2 separate regions of the Ovis aries genome follow, and region 1 is linked to region 2. The links are chromatin contacts, called in public Hi-C maps. All regions are on one chromosome and are shown on one strand. Each heading gives the region's core, a stretch centred on a gene start, on an enhancer-like site or on the middle of the called end of the contact. The rest is flanking DNA. Distances are from core to core; before and after follow the strand shown. Region 1 overlaps CHD9 (chromodomain helicase DNA binding protein 9). Region 2 holds the start of CHD9 (chromodomain helicase DNA binding protein 9).

The links. A called contact is a pair of places that touch in the nucleus more often than the background predicts.
Region 1: a Hi-C map of hypothalamus shows a contact between it and region 2, with 8 times the contacts expected there. The contact joins the enhancer-like site here to the promoter of CHD9 in region 2. A contact is called at or near these places in 11 of 16 Hi-C or Micro-C datasets (blood, hypothalamus, liver and 5 more).

The regions. Positions count from the first base shown.
Region 1 is chr14:21,238,429-21,243,649 of ARS-UI_Ramb_v3.0, forward strand. The region is part of intron 24 of CHD9 (chromodomain helicase DNA binding protein 9); the gene reads left to right. Among named protein-coding and RNA genes, the nearest start is that of RBL2, 52 kb to the right of the region's middle. Within about 2 kb of position 3,128, at least 10 of the 54 cell types and tissues checked have an H3K27ac peak or open chromatin away from gene starts, as enhancers often do. A contact at or near this core is called in hypothalamus, where this site is marked.
Region 2 is chr14:21,048,819-21,053,408 of ARS-UI_Ramb_v3.0, forward strand. CHD9 (chromodomain helicase DNA binding protein 9) reads left to right here and starts at 2,200. Exons shown (of 39, transcript XM_060398335.1): 1 at 2,200-2,269.

The DNA of each region.
Region 1 (5,221 bases), core at 1,878-4,377, 190 kb after region 2:
TAAACACAAATAAGCTGTTTAACCAACATGACCAGAAAGTTCATTTACCAGTTCTTCAAGAGGACCATTCCATACCTCTCTCCTCAAGCCATCTTCCTATCCTACTAGCATCCCCTCCAATAATGACTTTGGTATATATTTCATGAAGAAAATAGAAACAGACAAGAGCCACCTTCAGTTCTACTTGTCATATGTGTCCCGCTATTTATTCCTTCTCTCGGGATGCCCTAGAAATCATCCTCCTCATCCTCCTAAGAGCAGCCCTTATGCTTGGAACTCATCTCTTACCTTTTAAAGATTTTACACCTTTGTTTCCTGAATCATCATTTCCCCTACTCTTTACTGAATCATGCTCTTGGCATATATGCATTCCTTAATATCATTCACTTTAAAAAGAACAGAAAACCTGCTATAATATACATACATCCTTCTAATCCATTTCTCTGCTGTCCTTCACGAAAATAGAGAGCTGTGTGGGTTGATAATCTTATACCTCTTTACTTTGCATTTTCTCTTCAGCCTGTTCCAGTTAATCCTGTATCTCCACTCTCTGACTGAAATAATTTTTAGTAAGGCCACTAATAACCTACAGTGTGAAGTTTAGATGTCTCTGAACTTACTCTGTTTCTCCCTTCTTGAAATGATGTCTTCAGGAGACTTCCATGCTGCTACACCCACCTGGTGGTTCTTTTTTCCTCGTTGCTCTTTTTATTTTCCTTTGCTAGCTCTTACTCTTCTAATAGAGGCTTCCCAGGTGGCTCAGCTTTTAAGCATCCATTGGCTAATGCAGGAGACGCTGGTGCGATCCCTGGGTCAGGATGATCCCGTGGAGAAGGAAATGGCCACCCACTTCAGTATTCTTGCTTGGAAAATCCCGTGGACAGAGGAGCCTGGCAGGCTACAGTTCACAGGGTCGCAAAGAGTCAGATGTGGCTGAGACTGAATGACAGCAGCTCCTGATAGAGCTCCAAACGTTGGATTGGTCAAGGGCGGTGTCCTCAGCTTGCTTTCTTGCCTGTTCTTTCTCCTTAGGTGAACTTATGCAGCCTCATCATGTCAAATATGATCTATACACAGATGACTGTCATCTTTACATATTCATCCCAGACCCCTCCCCTCAGCTCCAAAGTCTAAAGCAGCTGCCTCAAACATTTCCACTTGAAATATCTGATTAACATCTCAGTCTTCCCCTGCATCTTCCGAATCTGCTGTCTCCTTTTGTTCCCTCCCCACCCTCCCACATTCGGGCCTTCTCCATCCTAGTAAATCTACCACCCAGTTGCTCTGGTATTATTCTTGATCATTCTCTTCTCCTCAAACCCTACAGGAAGACTTGTTAGCTTGACAAAGTATATGTGAAGTCTGAGCACTTTTTCTCTCTTTGCTCTGCTGACTCCCTAGTCCAAGCCACCATTATCTCATGTTTAGACTTTTGCAATGGCCTCCTTATTGAGTCTCTTTGCTTCTTCTTTTTCAAGTGAAAGTGAAGTCGCTCAGTCGTGTTCGACTCTTTGCGACCCGTGGACTGTAGCCCACCAAGCTCCTCCGTCCAAGGGATTCTCCAGCCAAGAATACTGGAGTGGGTTGCCATTTCCTTCTCCAGGGGATCTTCCCGACCCAGGGATCGAACCCAGGTCTCCCACATTGCAGGCAGACGCTTTAACCTCTGCACCACCAGAGTAGTTGGATTTTGTTGTTGTTTTGGCACAGCCCCACGATTTGCAGGATCTTAGTTCCCCAACCAGGGATTGAACCCAGGCCCCCTGCAGTGGAAGCACAGAGTTCTAACCACTACTGGACTGCCAGGGAATTCCCATTTTTGCATCTTTTGCCTCTCTACAGTTGTACCTTGATACAGAAACCAGAGTGATCTTTGTAAAGCAAAAATCAGGCCAAGGTACTCCTCTTCTTAGAACCTTTTCATTTCTCTTAGAATAAAGACCTATCCTTTAGTGACCTACATAAGCCTGGGCCTTCTACCTCCACTCTGTCCTTCATCCATAATGTTCCTCCAGCATGTTAGGCTCATTCTGTGCTGTTTCCCAGTACAATACTCTTTCCCCTCATTTTCCACAGAAGTGCCTGCTCCCATCATGCAGGTCTCAGTGTAGGTTTCACCTCTGCAGATGGGCCTTCCCTGCCCGCTCTAACTTAACCTTATTTTGTCTCATTCATGATGCCTACTAGTATTAAAAATTGTATTTATTTTTAAATCGTATTTCTCCTGTCAGTACAGTTTAAGCTGACTGAAGGTGACATCTGCTATCTGTCTTATTGGTGATCATATTCCTAGCCCCAAGAACCTGGGAAATAGTAACAATCAGTGAATATAATTTGTTATTGGTTGATTGGCTCCTCTTTTTCTTTGATCTGATTGAATTCAACCCCCTTGTGATTTCCTAGGAACTGTGATCTTTGAATTAATCTCTTTCATCATTCTCTCCTTCACTGGTTTCTCATTTTGGGTTTTATTTGGATTTTAACGTATTCTTATCTCTGTCAACATACTACCTCATTCCTTCCAGGCCTTTGCATTCTTGGGGAAACATTCTCTTTCCCATTTTCCTCCCTTCTTCCTCTCTTACTCCTCAGGCAACATCAAATCAGCCTCCCTGTTTTCTCAACTGGGTGCCTTGTCACAGCACTCATCACAGGTATTGAAGAGGTTTTGCAGATACTTCTTCAAAAGGGCAGGAATCTGTCTATCTTATTATTGCCATTGTTAGCACCTAGTGAATACTGTTTAAATCTATTTTGAATGGATGATCTGGCCAGGGGAAGTCAGAGGCTTTATGCAAGAGATTGCAGACATTAACAACAGGAGTATATGCACCTTATTGTATTCTTTTCCCCAGCAGTTAATAACACTTAACATGCACATGGTACATTTAAACCATGAGGTATATTACTGAGTGCCCTTTACTAGTCGCTCCGTCGTGTCTGACTCTGTGACCCCACGGACTGTAGCCCACCAGGCTTCTCTGCCCATGGAATTCTCCAGGCGAGAATACTGGAGTGGATTACCATTCCCTTCTCCAGAGGAACTTCCCACCCTAGAACCCTGGTCTCCTGTATCGCAGGCAGATTCTTTACCGTTTGAGCTTCAGGGAAGTCTGTAAAGTGAAAGTAACTCAGTCCTGTCCGACTCTTCAGAACTGCATGGACTGTACAGTCCATGGAGTTCTCCAGGCCAGAAAACTGGAGTGGGTAGGTTTTTCCCTTCTCCAGCAGATCTTCCTAACCCAGGAATTGAACTGGAGTCTCCTGCATTGCAGGCAGATTCTTTACCAACTGAGCTATCAGGGAAGCCTCCTTTACTCTTTAAAACAAGGAAAAAACCTTCCACCTCAGATGTCACAGTGTTTTGAGCTTAGAGTGCCACCTGCTGGTTTGTATAGGGAAATACAGTATCTGACCCACTTGATAATTCCTCTTTGGGTATCCTGTCTCCAGTGTTCTTTCCTCTTTTTCCTTTATCATTCTGTGCTTCTGCTTTGATTAATCCTGACCAGGAGTGAAATAAAAACTAAATCTCTTCTTTAACTGTATTTTTTCTCATCTGTTTTTCAGCTTTTGCCATATCATAGGAAAACCTCTCTTCCTTTTTCTGCACTAAACTAAAAAATACTGTGATTGTGACACTTCTGTTTTTAAGCAAAATAAGATATAATGAGATGTGCATTTTAGAATGCTGAAAAATGTCTTTCAGTCTCCTGGCAAAACATGAAAAATAAAAAGTGATTTCCTTATGTTTTATTTACTTATTGAATTTATAACTCTTTCTTTTTCATTGTCAGTGTCTTTTATTTCAACTATATTAGTGCTTAAGTATTAGGTTCTTGTGAACCAGACCAGAAACACTGATTACTTATTTTATATCTGTATGAAAGTTTATTTTGAGTTCCCAAAGATAACCAACTTATAGATGAACTTTTGTCACACAACTTAGGAAACTCTTCATATCTTACATCCCTAGTCCTTTGTTAATTTATAAAATTTATGATGCTAAGATGAAGAGATGAAATGCAACTAAATTTGTGTTTTTTATGTGTTGTATCTTTAAATCATATCTGTGATTCTTTGAAAACTGATAATTCATTAATTTCATAGAGAAATTCTCAAGTAGAATTTTGATTCCCTGGGGTATTATGCTGTGCTTAATCACTCAGTCGTGTCCGACTCTTTGCAACCCACTGGAGTATAGCCTACTAGGCTCTTCTGTTCATGGGGATTCTCCAGGCAAAAATACTGGAGTGGGTTGCCATGCCCTCCTCCAGGGAATCTTCCTGGCCCATGGATTGAACTCAGGTCTCCTGTATTGCAGGTGGATTCTTCACCCTTTGAGCCACTAGGGAAGCCCAAGAATACTGGAGTGGGTAGCCTATCCCTTCTCCAGGAGACCTTCCCAACCGGGGAATCAAACTGGGGTCTCCTGCATTGCAAGAAGATTCTTGCCAGCTGAGCTACTAGGCAAGCCCTATTCAATCTCTGCCCCTTTGGCTGTTGAATGCAATATAAGAATGACATATATTTATATAAAAATTAATTATATTTGCTAATCCTTATCAAACATTATTAACTCTATGCTAGGCTGAAGGAGACAGTGGCTTGAATCTCTGTGGTAAAGAAGTGAACATTTCAGTCGTTTTATGCATGGCATCTTTCCCTTTTTAGAGGTATATATTACTTTAGAGGTGTGTTACTCACAGAATGTTTCTGGGAAAATGATAATTTCAAGTGATGAAAGAAAAGAAAGTTATATTTATAAAATTATAAGTGCTGTAGTTGCTTTACATTAATGAAAACCACCAAATTACCAGAGCATCATGGCTTTATCATTGTGTTCTTATTAACTTATCATACTATCATTTTGTGGCATGGTATTATAAATAGCATAAAAATAGCACTTTGAGTGGTTTCATCAAATTATTAATCAAAAACTTGCATTTTTCTCTAGTTATAAGCAGTGCTTCATTTTTCAGTGTGACTTCCTAGCAATTGTTGCTGTTGCCGTTCAGTCACTCAGCTGTGTCCAGCTCTTTGCGACCCCATGGACTGCAGCACGCCAGGCTTCCCTGTCCTTCCCTGTCCTTCCATCTCCCAGAGCTTGCTCAAACTCATGTCCATTGAGTCAGTGATGCCATCCAACCATCTCGTCCTCTGTCGTCCCCTTCTCCTCCTGCCTTCAATCTTTCCTGACGTCAGGATCTTTTCTCATGAG
Region 2 (4,590 bases), core at 950-3,449:
GTGGTCCACTGGTTAGGACTCCATGCTTTCACCACGAAGGGCCTGGGTTCAGTCCCTGGTTGGGGAACTACAATCCCACAAGCTGCACAGCCAAATAAAATTCTTAGTGCCTAATATGTTACAACACTTCCCAGGTGACTCAGACAGTAAAGCATCTGCCTACAGTGCAGGAGACCTGGCTTCGATCCCTGGGTCAGGAAGATCCCCTGAAGAAGGAAATGGCAACCTATTCCAGTACTCTTACCTGGAAAATCCCGTGGACGAAGGAGACTGATAACCAACAGTCCATGGGGTCGGAAAGAGTCGGACATGATTGAGTGACTTCACTTTAATATGTTACAAATTATTTTTATTATTATTGACACTACTTCTACCTATCAAACATGGCTCAGGCCCTCAAGGAGATCATTTATGGAGAACCTGTGGATAAAAACAGACCAGTTGACAACCACAGTCCCCAAAACTCTGTAATTAGTGGAATGAACAGAATACTAGAAGAACCCAGAGGAGACATTCTTTAGGAAACCTTTAACCTCATCAGGTGATGCCTGGCATCAGAATCGCAGAGGTTATGCTCTAAAGCTAGGTCCTTGCCTGGGCAAGCTTTGGGGCCCAGGAGGGTGGTGTGTGGGGCGGAGAAGGGAGCTCCTGCAAGGCATGACAGTGACTCAGAGACACTTTAAAGTGACAGAATAGGAAGGTGCCTGTCAGCACTTCTCTGACAGATTCACCTTGACCAGGGCACGAACTGGCCCGGGGTAGGCTGGGGTGGCCCCTACGACAGACACACACACACACCCTCGTCACTCCAGGTGCTGCCCACAGACAATACCCCCTCCCCCTCCTGTCCTGGATGGCCACTTTGACCAGATGACACCAGGACAGAGAGACCAAAGGCAGAGGCAGGTGGGGGTGGGGGAATGACCCAGGTCTCACTGTCACTAACTGTCTCTAATATTTCCACTTTGGTCAACTTCCCTCCAACTATCACCCCAGAGATAAACTGCCTTAAAAGAAGACTTGCCAAACTTGCCTCCATCACCAGGGCATTCTCCACCTTTGGTGTCCTACCAATTGCTACATTAAAAAATAAATAAACCCTGTACTTATCCGGCCAAGAGCTTAGTTGCATGGTATTGCATCTGCGTGTGTGCTGAAAGTTAATTTGTTACATAAAGGTGAATTCAATAAGGGCAGAGATTTCAAGGTGTTTTGTCCTTCCTAGTATCTTCTATGGCGCATAGTAAGTGCTCAGTTAACATGGGTTGGAGGGAAAAAAATAAATGAAATGTAAACACTTTCAATAATTCACCATTTTCCTGATTTTAATAAGGAGCTAACAGGGTCTCAGCCTAGGGCTGTGCTCCCCCAACCCAGGAGACAATTGGAAATATGAAGGGGTGGTTTTGGTTGTCACAATGACTTCAGGGTGGCTACTGGCATTTAGCGCCAAAGAATCAGAGATGTAAATGTCCCGCAGTGCCAGGATGGCTCCAACCAAAGGAATGTCAATGTCAAAGGCGCCCGGGTCAGAAATAGAACCTGCATGGCCAACTTCTTAGGAGCCTGTGTCTCTGGACTCTATACACAGGGTGTGATACAGACTGGATGTTTAATAACAGCGAAAGAGACTGGAGGGAACAGGGAAAGAAAGGTAACTGCTAGGGGGTGGGAGGATAGGAAATGGGGGGTGGCGTGCGGTGGGGTGGGGGTTGGAGGCGGGGCTAAAAGAACGAATCGCTTGTAGGGCAAAGGCCTCCCTGGGTTTGAGAGAGGCCCAGTCCCCTGCATCTTCTGATGCTCGCAATATATTTAAAAGAGTCGGCTCTGCCAAATCGGGGTGTACTGAAAGCTTCTGGATGAAAGGCAAGATCCCTGAGTCCGGCCAGGAAAATCCCAGAATGGATCTCAGGCCAGCAGCCAGGGCCTGGCTGCCCCTCCGTGCCCCCAAGAGAAAGTTCAGCAAGTTCAGGTTCCAGTGCCCTCTAGGGAGTGAAGGTGATCCCACCCAGCCGGGATTTGCGCCCAGGGTGCGCAGCGTGCTGGGAAACCGCCCACGTGGGCAGCCGGGGCAGCATTTCCGCCCGGGACCAACCGCTCTCCCACCTCCCCGCCCGGTCCCCGCGCCTCCGCCCCGCGCCCACTAGGTGGCGCCTGCGCTCTAGTGGGCGCCTCTCGGGCGCAGACGAAAGCGACGGCGGAGCCCCGGCGACAGATCGAACCGGAGTCGCAGGATTCCGGGGACCGGAGGACAGCGCCGGCAGCCAAGGTAGGAATTCCCGAGCCCCGGGCGTTTCCTGCGAACCTCTGTGGTCGGGGTGGGCCCGCGGCGGCCGCCGAGGTCGGCTGGCGGTCTCGGTAGATAACCAGACAGGTCGGAGCGGCCGCACGTGTCGTTGCCTGCGGGGACCCGGAGACCCGCCGTCTCCAAGCTGGGCCTCGGGGCACAGCTGGACGCCAGATCGCTCGCACGCAAACATCCTTCACTGGCTGGTTCCTCTGGAGAGCCGAGCCTGCCCGAATCCCCCAGCAGCCAGTCCTAGGCTGAGAAAAGAGTTACTGCTCCCCAAATCGACTTCACCGTTGCAGCCGAAGGCTGATCCAAAAGCACCATTTCTCCAACTTGCCTGCACGCTGGAATCGCTTGGGGGAGCATGAAAAAACTGCCGATGCCCCGTAGCCCTCCACCCAACCCCGCTCTGAGGCTCAGATGGAAGTAGTCTGCGTTGGGGCCTGGACCTCTGGATATTTCAGAGCTTCCCAGGCGATTCCAACTAGCAGCCAAGGGTGAGGACCCTTGACCCAAAGGGTTGGAGGAAAAGGAAGACGGTTGTTGCAGCCCACAATGCTGATTCTCCTCCTCCTCCTTCTTCAGGGAGTCTTTTAAGCAGGAAATATCTCTGCCTTTGAGCTGTCAAAGCCAAGATAACAAACCAACATCCTCCCTCCCAACAGGGCTGGTACTGAAAGGGTTGAACTCGAAAGTGGGCAGGGAACAGAAAGATACAGATGTAGAATATGAGGGAAGACTCTTGGGGAAAACGGAGCTTGTCCTTACCCTGATCCCATAGAAGTTCAAGGGGCCTCCTGGAGCAGCCCTCATCATTTTAGTAAATGCTATGTTTACAGTGAGCCTAGGCTTAGAGTTCCCAGAGCCAGCCCTCCCTGGGCTGTGTGGCCCTCAAAAACTCATAGAATCACCCTTAGCCTCAGTTTCTTCGTCTGCAAAATGGGTATGATTGTATAAAACTCTTAGATTTGCCATGGAATCTATTGACCACAGGAGGTAATGTTTCCTAAGTGCTCATCTGTGCCTGGCATGATGCTAAATACTTCCTGTATGTGGGCCACAGCTACTCCTCACCGTGACCTACAAGGCATTAACTATACTAACTACCCCGTTTGATAGCCAAGGAAGCTGGGGCTCTGAGAGGCCAAGGAACGTGCTCAGAGTTAAATAATTAATTAGAAGCAGATCCTGTGTTTGAACCCAGGCAGTATGATTCTAGAGCCCATGGCAAAAGTACAATGTGTTGCTGTTTCCCTTTTTGATGGAGGGAACATAGAAAAAGCACATTACACAGGGCAGCTCATGGTGCCTCCTCCGCAAACACTAGCTGTCATTGCTTCCAGTGGAGCACTTTCACAGAACTGCCTCCTGGGTTCATTTAAACTGGATTTCTTGTGGAAAGCATACTGTGTGCCAGGTTGTAATCCAGGTGCTACAGATCCAACAGTGGGTAAGAGACAAACCAGTCCTCAGTGAACTCACACTCTAGTGAATGAGAGAAATGAGAAGGAAGTACAGTGGATCCTCCTTGTTGGCAGACTCTGTATTTGTGAATTCTCCCACTCGCTAAAATTGATTTGTAACCCCCAAATCAGTATCTGCAGCACTTCTCATGGTCATTCATGGACGTGAACAGGATGGCAGAAAATTCGAGTCGCTCAACACACTTGTTCCCACCCGAGGTCGAAACGAGATGACACTGCCTTCTTGTTCCGACTCTCAGAACTGTGAGCAAGCATCCTTTTTATGGTCTGTTTAGTGCCATGGGTTGTTTTTTGTTGTTTTTGCATTTTTGTGTGTGTTTTGTTGGTGATTTTGCTGTTTAAAAATCACCCCCAAGACCAATTTGCCGCATGACTCAGGGAACTCAAACCGGGGTTCTGTGACAACCGAGAGGGATAGGATGGGGTGGGAGGGGAAGGAGGTTAAAGAGGGAGGGGACACATGTATACCTCTGGCCGACTCATGTTGATGTATGGCAGAGGCCAAGGAAATGGCAACCTACTCCAATCCTCTTGCTGGAGAATCCCACGGACAGAGGACCCTGGCAGGCCACAGTGCATAGGGTTGCAAAGAGTTGGACACAAATGAGTGACTTAACTTTCTTTTTAACACAATATTGTGAAGCAGTTTTCCTTCAATTAAAAATAAGTTTGGAAAAAAAAAATCAGCCCCCAAACATACTGCTGAATTGCTGCTATCTAGTGTTCCCAAGCTCAGGAAGGCTATGTTGTGCCTTATGGGGAAAATGTGTATTTGATAAGCTTTGTTCAGGCCTGAGTTGTAGTGGTACTGGCTGT